2 separate regions of the Oryctolagus cuniculus genome follow, and region 2 is linked to region 1. Evidence: chromatin contacts called from public Hi-C data. All regions are on one chromosome and are shown on one strand. Each heading gives the region's core, a stretch centred on a gene start, on an enhancer-like site or on the middle of the called end of the contact. The rest is flanking DNA. Distances are from core to core; before and after follow the strand shown. Region 1 has its middle 270 kb from the start of TBC1D1. Region 2 has its middle 330 kb from the start of KLF3.

The links. Hi-C and Micro-C count contacts between places; a contact is called where the count stands out from the background.
Region 2: a Hi-C map of embryonic fibroblasts shows a contact between it and region 1, with 2.5 times the contacts expected there. The contact joins two enhancer-like sites. A contact is called at or near these places in 5 of 6 Hi-C or Micro-C datasets (ear pinna, embryonic fibroblasts, liver and 2 more).

Annotation. Positions count from the first base shown.
Region 1 is chr2:32,212,387-32,218,194 of mOryCun1.1, forward strand. No RefSeq gene overlaps it. Among named protein-coding and RNA genes, the nearest start is that of TBC1D1, 270 kb to the left of the region's middle. Within about 2 kb of position 1,340, at least 1 of the 8 cell types and tissues checked has an H3K27ac peak or open chromatin away from gene starts, as enhancers often do.
Region 2 is chr2:32,335,198-32,340,819 of mOryCun1.1, forward strand. No RefSeq gene overlaps it. Among named protein-coding and RNA genes, the nearest start is that of KLF3, 330 kb to the right of the region's middle. Within about 2 kb of position 1,379, at least 7 of the 8 cell types and tissues checked have an H3K27ac peak or open chromatin away from gene starts, as enhancers often do.

The sequences.
Region 1 (5,808 bases), core at 90-2,589:
GCTAGCATTGTGGAGATTTCCTGGGCACCAGGCGTTACTCTCAGTGCCCTACCTGGGTGGTAGGTGCTCCAACTACTGTTGTTCTTGCTGGGTGAGGAGACTGGGACACAGAGAGGGCAGTGAACCTGCCCAAGATCCCATCACTAGTGGGGTGGAGTCTGACTCCAGGACCCAGTCTTATCCTATGTACTTTGGCCTTTCATAGTCTGTGAGGTCAGTGAAAGAAAATAAAATTGCAACTACTGTCAAAGCAAAGAATGAAACAAAACCTCATCTGCTACACCTCAATATGGTGTTTTTCTCCTTTAGAAACACAGCAGTGTAGCGTTTCCATCTTGAAGTGACAAATGATACAACCATTTTATAATCTAATTTTACACCCCCAACCAGTTCCAAGATATTAGCAACCAGGTCTCAGCCATCCCTGTCATACTTTGGGTTTCATAGAAATCTCCAGTGATTTTCCAACATATGCCATTTTTAAAAAAGATTTATTTATTTTATTTGAAAGGCAGAGTTACAGAGCTGCAGAGGCAAAGGCAGAGAGAGAGAGAGAGAGAGAGAGAGAGAGGTCTTCCATCTGCTGGTTCACTCCCCAGATGGCCACAATGGCTGGACTGCACCGATCCGAAGCCAGGAGCCAGGAGCTTCTTCCAAGTCTCTTGTGGCTGCAGGGGCCATAGCGGAGAGCTGGATCAGAAGTGGAGCAGCCAAGGACTTGAACTGGTGCCCATATGGGATGCTGGCACTGTGGGCGGCAGCTTTACCCACTACGCCACAGTGCCGGCCCCCAACAGATGCCATTTTATACAAAATATTTTTCCCTTGTAATTTTTTTTCCTTTCTGGGGAAACAAAAGCGTGTTTTAGCAGCAAACAACGCATCTGCTTTTGATTTACTCATACTCAGATTGCTGAAATGTTGCTCCATAAGAGCTATTTTATTCCTCTTCAAACTTTCTTGAATCAAGTTTTTTGCCATTTCCTTCCTTTTGAACACTGAGTAATGTTTTGCTAAGGAAGGAATATGCAGATATCACTGTAGCTAGATTGGTTTAAAATCAAAAGGCAGGGCTTCTGCGGGGGCCTTGAGGAAACTTGCTCTATAGCCCACAGCTAAATCAGGCAGTGATTCAGAAACTCCGGGTATCTAAGGGTTCCAGAGACACAAAGGAGTTTTTGACCATAAGTCATTCCTACATGCTCCACGGTGGGACTGTATTTCCTCCTTGATAGAAAAAAAAAAATGTCAGTGGAGAAGAAACTTCTCTTGTCAGCTCGAGCTTTAAAAAGAAGAGGGAAGTGTGGGGTGAAAGGCTGTTTTTAAGCTCAGGCATATGTTAGAGGGGGAGGAAATGAGACCGAGCGAGAAATGAAGTGCTGACACCGAAGATCCTCCACGGCCTTGGGATGACCCGTGAATCTCGCCAGTTCCTGGAACACACACCAGAGAGCGTGCTTCATGTGAACGGCAAGTTTTGCAAGGAGTCATTGGCACTGAGCGAAGTCAGCAGAATTGGGTGTGATACCCATGTGGGCGGGTCCATAGGGTGAGAACCCCATTTCCGCATCCATCCATCCATCCATCCATCCCAGAAATACCAGGGAAGTCAGGCAGGAAGGACAGGAGGAAAGGGAAGCTGCATTCTCCTGATCCCTTGTTATGCCAGTGATGATGAATAGGCTTCGTCCCCAGACAACGCTGAGAGGCAGTGGCTGCTCCAGGGGCTGTGTCCAGAAGAATTCTGCAGTTTGGTCTGATTCTAGAGCCCAGAGTAGAATCCATCAAGAAGTCAGCTATGGGCGTGATTGGGGTGAGTGTCAGCTGTCACATATGTCCTCAGACGTGCCAGTGCCCCAGCGCAGGGCTGGGTAGGTGGAGGAGACCAAGGAAAGTTGGCTCAGTGCCTATCCAAGGTGGGGAGAGGGCAGAAGAGCTGGAGGCAATGGGGGGATTCAGACTGAGGGTTCACAACTCTGCCCTGCTGGTGACGCTCCTGCCCTTTGTACGCAATCCCCTTGCTACTGTGCTCAGTCAGAGCATCCGTGGGTCATCAGCTTCAACACCGGGAACTCCAGGGTGATGAGAGTGCCGCAGGTCAGATGGCCCCAGCCCGCAGCCCCAGCCCCGATGCCGAAAAGGTGGCTGTACTTCCAAAAGCCTTCAAGTCTGTTTTCTCCTCTAGAAAACAGAGTAAAAACTGCTAATTTTTAGAATTGTGGTGAAGAGAATGTGTAAAAACCATTGAATGAATGTGTTTGTTTGAAAGGCAGAGAGAGGAAAGAGAGAGAAACGCAGAGAAGTGTCCCGTCTGCTGGTTCACTCCCCAGAGGTCCAGGACAGCTAGGGTTGGGCCAGGCCAAAGCCAGGCGCCTGGAATCCAGTCCATCCAGGTCTCCAACGTGGGTGGCAGGGACCCAGCCTCTGGAGCCATCACATGCCGTCTTCCGGTACGCTGATTTGCAGGAAGCTGGTATTGGGAATGAAGCTGGTCCTTGAACCCAAGTGCTTTAAAGTGGGACGCAGGCATGAGGGTTAAGCTTAAAAGGAAGGGCCTGGCTGGCAGCAACACTTGATACATGGTTCATATTCTTACAAAAGTACCCGTGGTGCACCCTCATGGATACCCAAATCAAAACTGCGATATTTGCACGTAACCTACACAATCCTCCTGTATATTTTGCCGTCTCTAACCCCTGATGCATTTTGTTATAGTGGAATACGCTAGAACACCCCATACAGTGTAAATGTGGTGTGGACAGTTGTTTCACTGTATTGTTTGGGGAGTGACGACACGGGGGAGAAGATGCAGCCATCTTGGTCCTAACTCCATTGTCACCTGTAGTTGGGTGACGCTGCAGTTTCTATATATGGAGGGGCTGTAGTGAAGTGAGAGCTTTGTCCCCTTGAGGAGAGCCCCCCAAAAAGTGGCGAGAGGGGCTGGTGGGCCTTGTGCCTTTCTGAGGGGCAGTGGGAGTGGGAGGAAGCGCTGCAGGCAAGGCCATGCCACCAGCAGGAACCAAAGCCGAGTGAGGCCTCAGTGGGCGGAACCTGGCACAGTCACTTCGCTGTTGAATATTTTCATATCGATTCTGGCCAGTCAGACTGGCTAGCAACCCCAGCTGTGTTGAGGCCTGGGGCTTCCTCAGAGGCCTTTCCTGAGGAGCAAACACCAGCCGGCGAGGCCTGCCTCCTGTGAGCTGGCTTTCCGGTGTCTGAGATGTGCTGGGGGCACCAGCAGGGCTGGCAGAGTTTATCGGAAGTCCTGTGAATTTCATCCCAGTGGGAGGGAGCCGAGTCTGACTGACTGTGTAGGGTCACAGAAAAGTCACGCCTGGCCTGGAATTCAGCTCTCTTCCTTCCCTTTTGGGTCCTCGCTAATGGCTAATGGCAGAGTCATGGAGAAGGTTTTGGCCTCTGAAGCAGCCACTTCCTCGCCTCTAAAGTCCCCCGGTCAGTTGTCTCTCCTCTGTGTGCTCTGAACATGGTGGGGTGGGTGTTGGGGGGCCAACCAGAGAGCAGTGCAAAGAAGGAAGGGCCAGGCCTGGGGGTCTGCCTGGAGCAGTGCCTGCCAGGTGGCTTGGGGAGGAGGACTGTAGGACTGGGCTTGGAAGAAGAGCGGGAACCCTGCCACTGGCCTGGCTATGGCTGCCGCTGGAGGTATCGCTGGGCTCTGTCTCACCAGCACATGAGTGCCTGTCCAAGCCTCGCTTTCTCATGTGGGAAATGAAGGCTTTGGGGGGGGGGGGAGGAAGGTGCTCGTGGACTCTGTTAGCTCTGCCCTTCTGTCGTCACTGGTGTGGTTCACACATGGCTGGAAGAGCCAAGGAACATTCTAGAAAAGTATTTGTAGATATTTGTTCTTTCATTCATGGCTTTGTTTATTTGCACAGTGAAACTTGTACACTTGGTGCTAGGTGCCAAGGATGCCACAATGAACAGGATGGAGTTCCCTGCCCTCCTGGGCTCATGGGGAAGGTAGAGGAATATGCACATAATTCGAGGAAGAAAGCCATCTTCTTGTAACAGGAGTGTGTGTGACATGCTCAGCCCTGCCTGGAAGGATTGGGAAGGCTGACCCAGGAGCCCGGTCTTGCAGGATGAGTAAAGTGGATGGGTGTTCCAGACGGAAGGCTGGAGCTGCCCCCAGAGCCTCTCTCCAGACCCGGGGTGGGGCTGAGGGAGACTTTAAGCAGGGAGTGAAGGGCAGAGGAGGGGATGCGGATGGTGCAGTGCCACTTCCTGTTGAGGTTGCTGCTCATCTAGAGAGATTTTTCCCGTCTTCTGCATCCTGAGAGACACATGGAACTTCTCATCAGGATGGCCCCAGGTCAGGTCACTGAGTGTGGTTTGCTCAGGCCAAGCACAGGAGGGGGTTTCTGGTTGCTGCTTCTTGTACAGACCCTAGCTAACGCTTGAGAGCATTATAAGAACTGTGGTGATCTTACCCGTTTTCAGGCCCCTTGCAGAATGGGGAGAACATGATCACCCATCTCCCTAGCAAGCATACCTGCTTTTTAACATAGAACTCCATCAGCTTCCAGAACCAGCTCTTCTTCCAAGCCCAGTCCTACAGTCCAGGTGAAGAACTCCCCGCCTGGGGCAGCAGACGCTGCGTGCAGTGGTGAAGACGCCATCTGGGACGCCTGTATCCGTGCTGGAGTGCGTGGGTTTGAGTGCTGGCTCTGCTTCGGGTTCCAGCTTCCTGCCACTGCGCATCCTAGGAGGCAGTAGGTAATGGCTCAAATATCTGGATGCCTGCGACCCTGTGGGGGACACCTGTGTTGAATTCCAGGGCTCCTGCCTTAGGCCTGGCCCAGCCTCAGCTGTTCTGGTCATCTGGGGAGTGAATCATATATATCTCTCTCTGAATCTGTGTCTTTCAATAAATAAATAAGAAAATAAGACAAACACCACCCTCCTCCCCCCCCCCCCCCACAACCTGACCTTAGGCTATAGTCATGGGGCTGGAATGACCCCATAAAACACAGGGCTTTACAGTGAGCTGGCTGGACACTGGCTTTCAGCATGGAGACCCCTGACGGACAGAGCCTCTGTTAGTCATGGCCCAGGGTAGGGAGTGCATGGAGTTGACTGGTGGCCCCAGTGTTCCTGGATCTTGGCAAGTTCATTGCTGGCCAGAAGAGCAGTAATGTGCCGTGAGATCAGTGATTGGCAAGTGGGTTTTGCCAGATGGCTCACTAGCTTCATGCAAGTGTCTATGATAGTCTGAACACTTTGCATTGACTCGAGTTGGTGTTTCAGGGAGAGTGGGAGGGACTGTGCTGATGACACAGGGGACCAAGATGGGAAAAAGTGCAGAGAGACTGTGTGGGCAGTGAGAGCAGGGGCGTGTGACTCGCCTACAGCAGAGCTTTTTTTTTTTTTTTTTTTTTTTTTTGACAGGCAGAGTGGACAGTGAGAGAGAGAGAGACAGAGGGAAAGGTCTTCCTTTGCCATTGGTTCACCCTCCAATGGCCACCACGGCCGGCGCACCACGCTGATCCGAAGCCAGGAACCAGGTACTTATCCTGGTCTCCCATGGGGTGCAGGGCCCAAGCACTTGGGCCATCCTCCACTGCACTCCTGGGCCACAGCAGAGAGCTGGCCTGGAAGAGGGGCAACTGGGACAGAATCCGGCGCCCCGACCGGGACTAGAACCCGGTGTGCCGGCGCCACAAGGTGGAGGATTAGCCTAGTGAGCCGCGGCGCTGGCCAGCAGAGCTTTCAATGGAAGCAGAATCCCTTCTCAGAGGTCTAGGGATGAGGAAAAGAGGCATTTGCTGGGGGGGGGGGGGGGGACCAAAC
Region 2 (5,622 bases), core at 129-2,628, 120 kb after region 1:
GGGGGATGGTTTACAAAAACCCACTCCCTACTCCAGTAGTCCAATTCAAAATGCATTAAATCCACTCTCTCGTATTTGTATTGAGTGCACATTTGTACTGATTTGTATTTTCATAAACGTCGATAGGATGAAAGGAATAAGAATGATCTACAAAGGAGAGGAGGGAGTCGAGAAGTCAGATGAAAAGAAAGAGGTGATAAGCAAAACTTTCCAGATATACTGTGATGTAGAATTCTGACTTTTAAATCACGTAAGTGAAGTATTCCTTAAAAACAAAATTTTAATTTAAAACATTATCTATTGAAAAGGGCCCCCAGAGTCCTACTTTTGCAAAAGAAACACACCCTATGTAATTTGTGAAAAGTTATTTTAAATGCTCATGCTACCCTGTGTTTAAAATGGGGACAGCTTGCTTAGCATGAATGCAAGCCTGTAGAACCTGTTGGCCATAGAGCCTTGATAGGCTGCTGGAGGAGCCCTCGGCAGACGTGGATCTTTCAGTCTCGGCTTCCCAGGGAACTGGCTGAGCGGCCTCGCTGCTCCTCTCACCCTGACCCCAGCTGAATTCACACAGTTGTTCTGGGGCTCAAATGTAAAATCACTTGGAAAGTCGCAGTATCTTCCCAGATCTGTGTAGGTGGAGGCCCTTCCCAACAATCCACACAGCCTAAAATGGGACTTGTTACCTGAATCTCAAGGATGCTTGAACCGCTGGCCTTGGGCTGGGGTCCCGTGAAGGATGGTGTTGGTCGCCTGGCTTCCTACTCTCCCTCGCAGCCTTTCATCTGGGGGTGGAGGTGACTGAGGCACAACTCCGCTCCTCCAACAAATGAGCTTTAGGAACACAGAAGAACGACTTAAAAATTCACGGATTTTCAATCCTTTCCCTTCTCTACCTTAAAAATGTACAGAAGGCTGGAAGGGGCAAGAGAGGTGGTAGGAGTTTTGAAAGAGATTTCAAGAATAGAAAAGAAAATTGAGAGAAGCAGCGGCAGAATGCGTCCTGCTATGCTGACATGTTTCCCTTTCGATTTTGGTGGTGGTTTTTTGCTTTTCTTTTTTTTTTCTTTTTTCCCTCTTTTTTTTTTTCCTTCCCTAAAAAAATGTCTAGGATTTTGTCTCCTCTGAGCAGAAGCTTGGAAGGAAAACCTGACATCATCTCCAGAACTGTGAGGCTGCTTTGTGCTGCGGTCACTCAAATGCTTCTCTTCAATTCCCTGCAGCCGCCAACCTACCATGTGGCAGGTCTGGAGAGCCAGGGAGGGAGGCCCGGACGAGTGGAGCTGCCGGGGCGGGCGGGCGGCTCCCCGGGGCGAGGGCGAGGGCAGGCGGAGCCCCAGCTCCTCCCAGCCGGCGGAGCGCCTGGCCCCTCCTATTGCCACAGGGGAATAGGAGGAGAGACCTACATTTAAAAAGGCAGGAACCTACCAACTGCAGAGCTCCTAAAATGCAGAGTGAGAATTCCCATGTGTGAGGTCAAACGGAGGCCAAGAATTACCTAATCAGCTCTGAAAACCCCCTCCATAGGGGGTCAGGTCAGGCTGGTAACACCCCAAACCATTAACTAGAGCTACCACCTACCTCCACCAACCTAGCCTCAAGGTTGTTTAATTTTCTTGGTTTTTTGGTGTTTTGCCGGAGACAGTTTTTCTGGTGGCATTTCTGTGACTTCCTGTTTGTGACTGAGCCTTCCTTAGCCTACTTCCTTTTTTGGGGGTTAGATGGCCCTGACTACCATTTCCACCCAGATGCATGGAAAGGGTGTGTGCGTGTGCTGATGGAAACAGTTCGTGTTCTTTTTTATGTTATAAAACACCTTCCTGATACATTCCCGTTCTCTCTTGCTTCCCACAACACCAGGGTGTGCGCGATACCATTATGTCTAAGTTACAGAAAAGGAATAGAGCAAAGCCTGCCTCTGAATCCCTGATTCTGACTTATTCTGTAAGGGAGACTTAAATTGAGCTTATTTGGCAAAGCTCTGTTCCGGGAGAATTTATGTATTGAGTGTTTATTACAGGCTGATCCCGAAGAGTAAAGTCTGAGTTGGCTTGGTCCCTTTGCCAGAGTAGTGGAGGAATTCTTAAGGATGTGTTATTTCGTTTTGAGAGGGAGCTTCAGCAGTCTTTCAACATGGCTGTCCTAGGCCCATGCTGGGGTGTTCTCTGTGCTAGCCCCGGGGGTGCACTTCCAGCATCAGGCAGTAGGAGGAGCATGTGTGCAAGAGGAGGAGAGATCCGGCAGTGCAGGCAGGAAATGCCTGAGACCCACCATGTGTCCTTAGCAGGCCGGGGTTGGAAAAACTATTTTTTTTCCCCCTCTGCCTGAATGCTTAGAACCTATGGCTCCAGGCGTCTCTGCCAACACTTGCACTCACTGACTTGCAGGGTGGGAAAAAACCAGCCTCTGAGAGTTGTAGTCAAAGATTACATATGTCCACTGGATCAGAGGCAGGAAAAGCCTGCACACGCCTGCGGGGGGAGGATGTTGGCGGGGAGAGGGCCATCCGGGGTCTGCGTGTCACATGACCCCTGCCCAGAACAGAATTGTGTGCAGGCCACAGCGAGAGCTGGAATGTGAGCTGCACACAGAGGGAGACGTGTGTCTGATTGTGCACTGTATTTCTGGCTTCTCCAACAGTGCAGGTGGCTGGCTTGGCTCTCCAGGGCCTTTTACATGGGCCTCACATTGCAAGAGCCCACTAACCTCCGCTACGCTCTGACAAGGGCCTTGAAGTTGGGTAGAAAAAAAACATCCTTTGGCATTGTGTGACTCCACACCCAGCGGGACCCCAGGCAGAGGTGTGTGCAGTTCACCCTGGAATAGCTTGGAGTGCCAGTTGGTCACCTTCACTCCAGGCTGGGGCTTTCTCTCACTTCTCCTTTCTAGGATACAAGTTTAGTTCCTTACACATTTTTTATTTATCTTTTGGTGAGCTTCTATCCACTTTCTCACTCCTTAAATGCCTGCAACATCAAGGACTGGGCCAGGCTGAAGCCAGGAGCCAGGAACTCAATCTGGGTCTCCCCGTGGGTGACCAGGGAGCCAGCACTGGAGCCATCACTTGCTGCCTCCCAGGGTGCACATTAGGAAGCTGGAGTCAGAAGCAGGGCTGGGATTTGAACCTAGCACACTGACATGGGGTATGGGTATCCCAAGTGGTTTCTTAACTCTGTACCAGATGCCTGCCCCAAACTGGAGTTTCTGAACCTGGGGAAGAAAAGTTGCAAACCTGCAGCAGCAGATCGCCTCTGAGGGCTGGCTGACTGGCAGGCAACAATTTCCTTCCCAGGAAAAGAGAAGCAGAAGTCAGCAGTCACCTATCTTTTGGGTTCTTAGATATAAGGCAGCAGACTTTCTGATTATGGTTGTTTACAGAAAATCCTGGTCTCGGTTCCAAATACCCATGAGACTTGTATTCTGACACACCTGCTCCCGTGTCTGTGTGTGTGCATGGGTTTTGTTTTTGAGGGTTTTTTTTTTTTTTTTTTGGGAGGGGTGGAGGGAGCAGTTAAAATGTTGACTTCCTAAGGTATTTTTCTAGACCAGAAGAACCCATTAACCAAAGTCAAAGTTTCCTGTAGGAAGTGGGCTTTTAGAATAGCAACTAGGACCCCTGATCCACATCAGAGCATGTAAGTTCAGTTCCTGCCTCCTGCTCCAGACTCCAGCTTCCTGCTAGTGCAAACACTGGCAGGCAGGGGTGGTGGCTCAAGTTACTGTGTTCTTGTCACCCATGTGAGACACCTGGATTTTTTTTTTTTTAAGATTTATTTTATTTTATTTGAAAGAGTTACAGAGAGAGGCAGAGACAGAGAGAGAGGTCTTCCATCTGATGGTTCACTCCCTAGTTGGCCGCGATGGCCGGAGCTGCGCCAATCCGAGCTTCTTCCAGGTCTCCCACGTTGGTGCAGGGGCCCAAGGACTTGGGCCATCTTCCACTGCTATCCCAAGGCCATAGCAGAGAGCTGGATTGGAAGAAGAGCAGCAGGGACTAGAACCGGCACCCATATGGGATGCCGGCACTTCAGGCCAGGGCTTTAACCCGCTGCACCACAGTGCTGGCCCCAAGACACCTGGATTTTGTTCCCAGCTCCTGGCCCTGACCATCATGCACATGTAAGTTAAAAAAGTAATAATTCAAGGAGCCAACATGGAAATGGACAAATAACCCATTAAGAGCAGATGGCATTAATCTTTGCATCTCAGTCCTCATGGGATTTCCCCCAAGGTAAAGGGAACCTATACAAAATTTGTGTTTATCATCATAGAGATACCTATGTATGCCCAATATAAAGTGATATCAATATGCTGAGTTGGTGGGCCGGCACCGTGGCTCACTTGGTTAACCCTCTGCCTGTGGTGCCGGCATCCCATATGGGTGCCGGGTTCTAGTCCTGGTTGCTCCTTTTCCAGTCCAGCTCTCTGCTGTGGCCCGGGAGGACAGTGGAGGATGGCCCAAGTGCTTGGGCCCTGCACCCCACATGGGAGACCAGGAGGAAGCACCTGGCTCCTGGCTTCAGATTGGCACAGCGCCGGCCGTGGTGGACATTTCGGGGGTGAACCAATGGAAAGAAGACCTTTCTCTCTGTCTTTCTCTCTCACTGTCTATAACTCTACCTGTCAAATAAAAAAAATAAAGAAGACCTTTCTCTCTGTCTCTCTCTCTCACTGTCTATAACTCTACCTGTCAAATAAAAAAAAAGTTGGTATAAGGAATTTATATGATCTTCTGCATGTTTCTTACTTTCACAGCCCAAGATCCCATCAGAAAGTTTGCTTTGCCTTTGCAACCACTCTGATTTGAGTAATTAATTTGTTGATTTATCATTGCTTTTGTACTCCTATGTGCTAAACCTGAGAGAATGATCAGGGGCCACCCTCAAACAGCTCAGCTTGAGGAGGGATTCCTCACGCTGCACTCTGTGAGTGTTCACGTATGCAAGTCCCGGGAAGAAGGGCTTGAGAGGGAGGGAGAAGGCTTCACTCTACCTGGATGAGGCGGTAGAAGCAGCTGCAGCAGTCCAGGCAGGAGTCGGTCCTAGCTGTGTGCCTCTGGACAAGATTCCAAATCCATGTGTTTCATCATCTATATAAATGGGAAGAACTGCGGCACTTATGTCCTGGGATTTCTTCTGTGAGAATTTGATTGTAAGCACTCAGCGTGGAGGTGGCGGGGGCGGGGGTGGGGGTGGGGGCGGGGGCAGAGGTGAGGTGGTAGAGAGGCTTTACTGAGAGGACACAGCAGGTAAGGAAGGAAATGGGGACGAGGGAAGAGTGTGCCAGGTGGGTCCCAGTCTTGTTTCAGCAAGTCCTGCAGGTGATTCTGATATACACCGGAGTTCCAGACCCCCTGAGGCATGCTGAGCTTGGGTTGTAAGTCGGGTGCTATGGTTTGGATGGTTTGAGTTTGTCCCTCAGAAGTTCAAGTACTAGCAGCTTGGTCTCCAGTGTAAAGGTGGTGGGTTGGTAAAAGCTTTAAGAGGCGGAGTCTCTAAGGATGTGATTGGGTCATGGGGACTCCGCCCCTGGAGAGATTAACTGTCGTGCCAGGGTGAGCAAGATCTCCTGGGCCTGGATTATTTCCCAGTAGAGCAGGTTGTTACAAGAGGCCACCTCAAG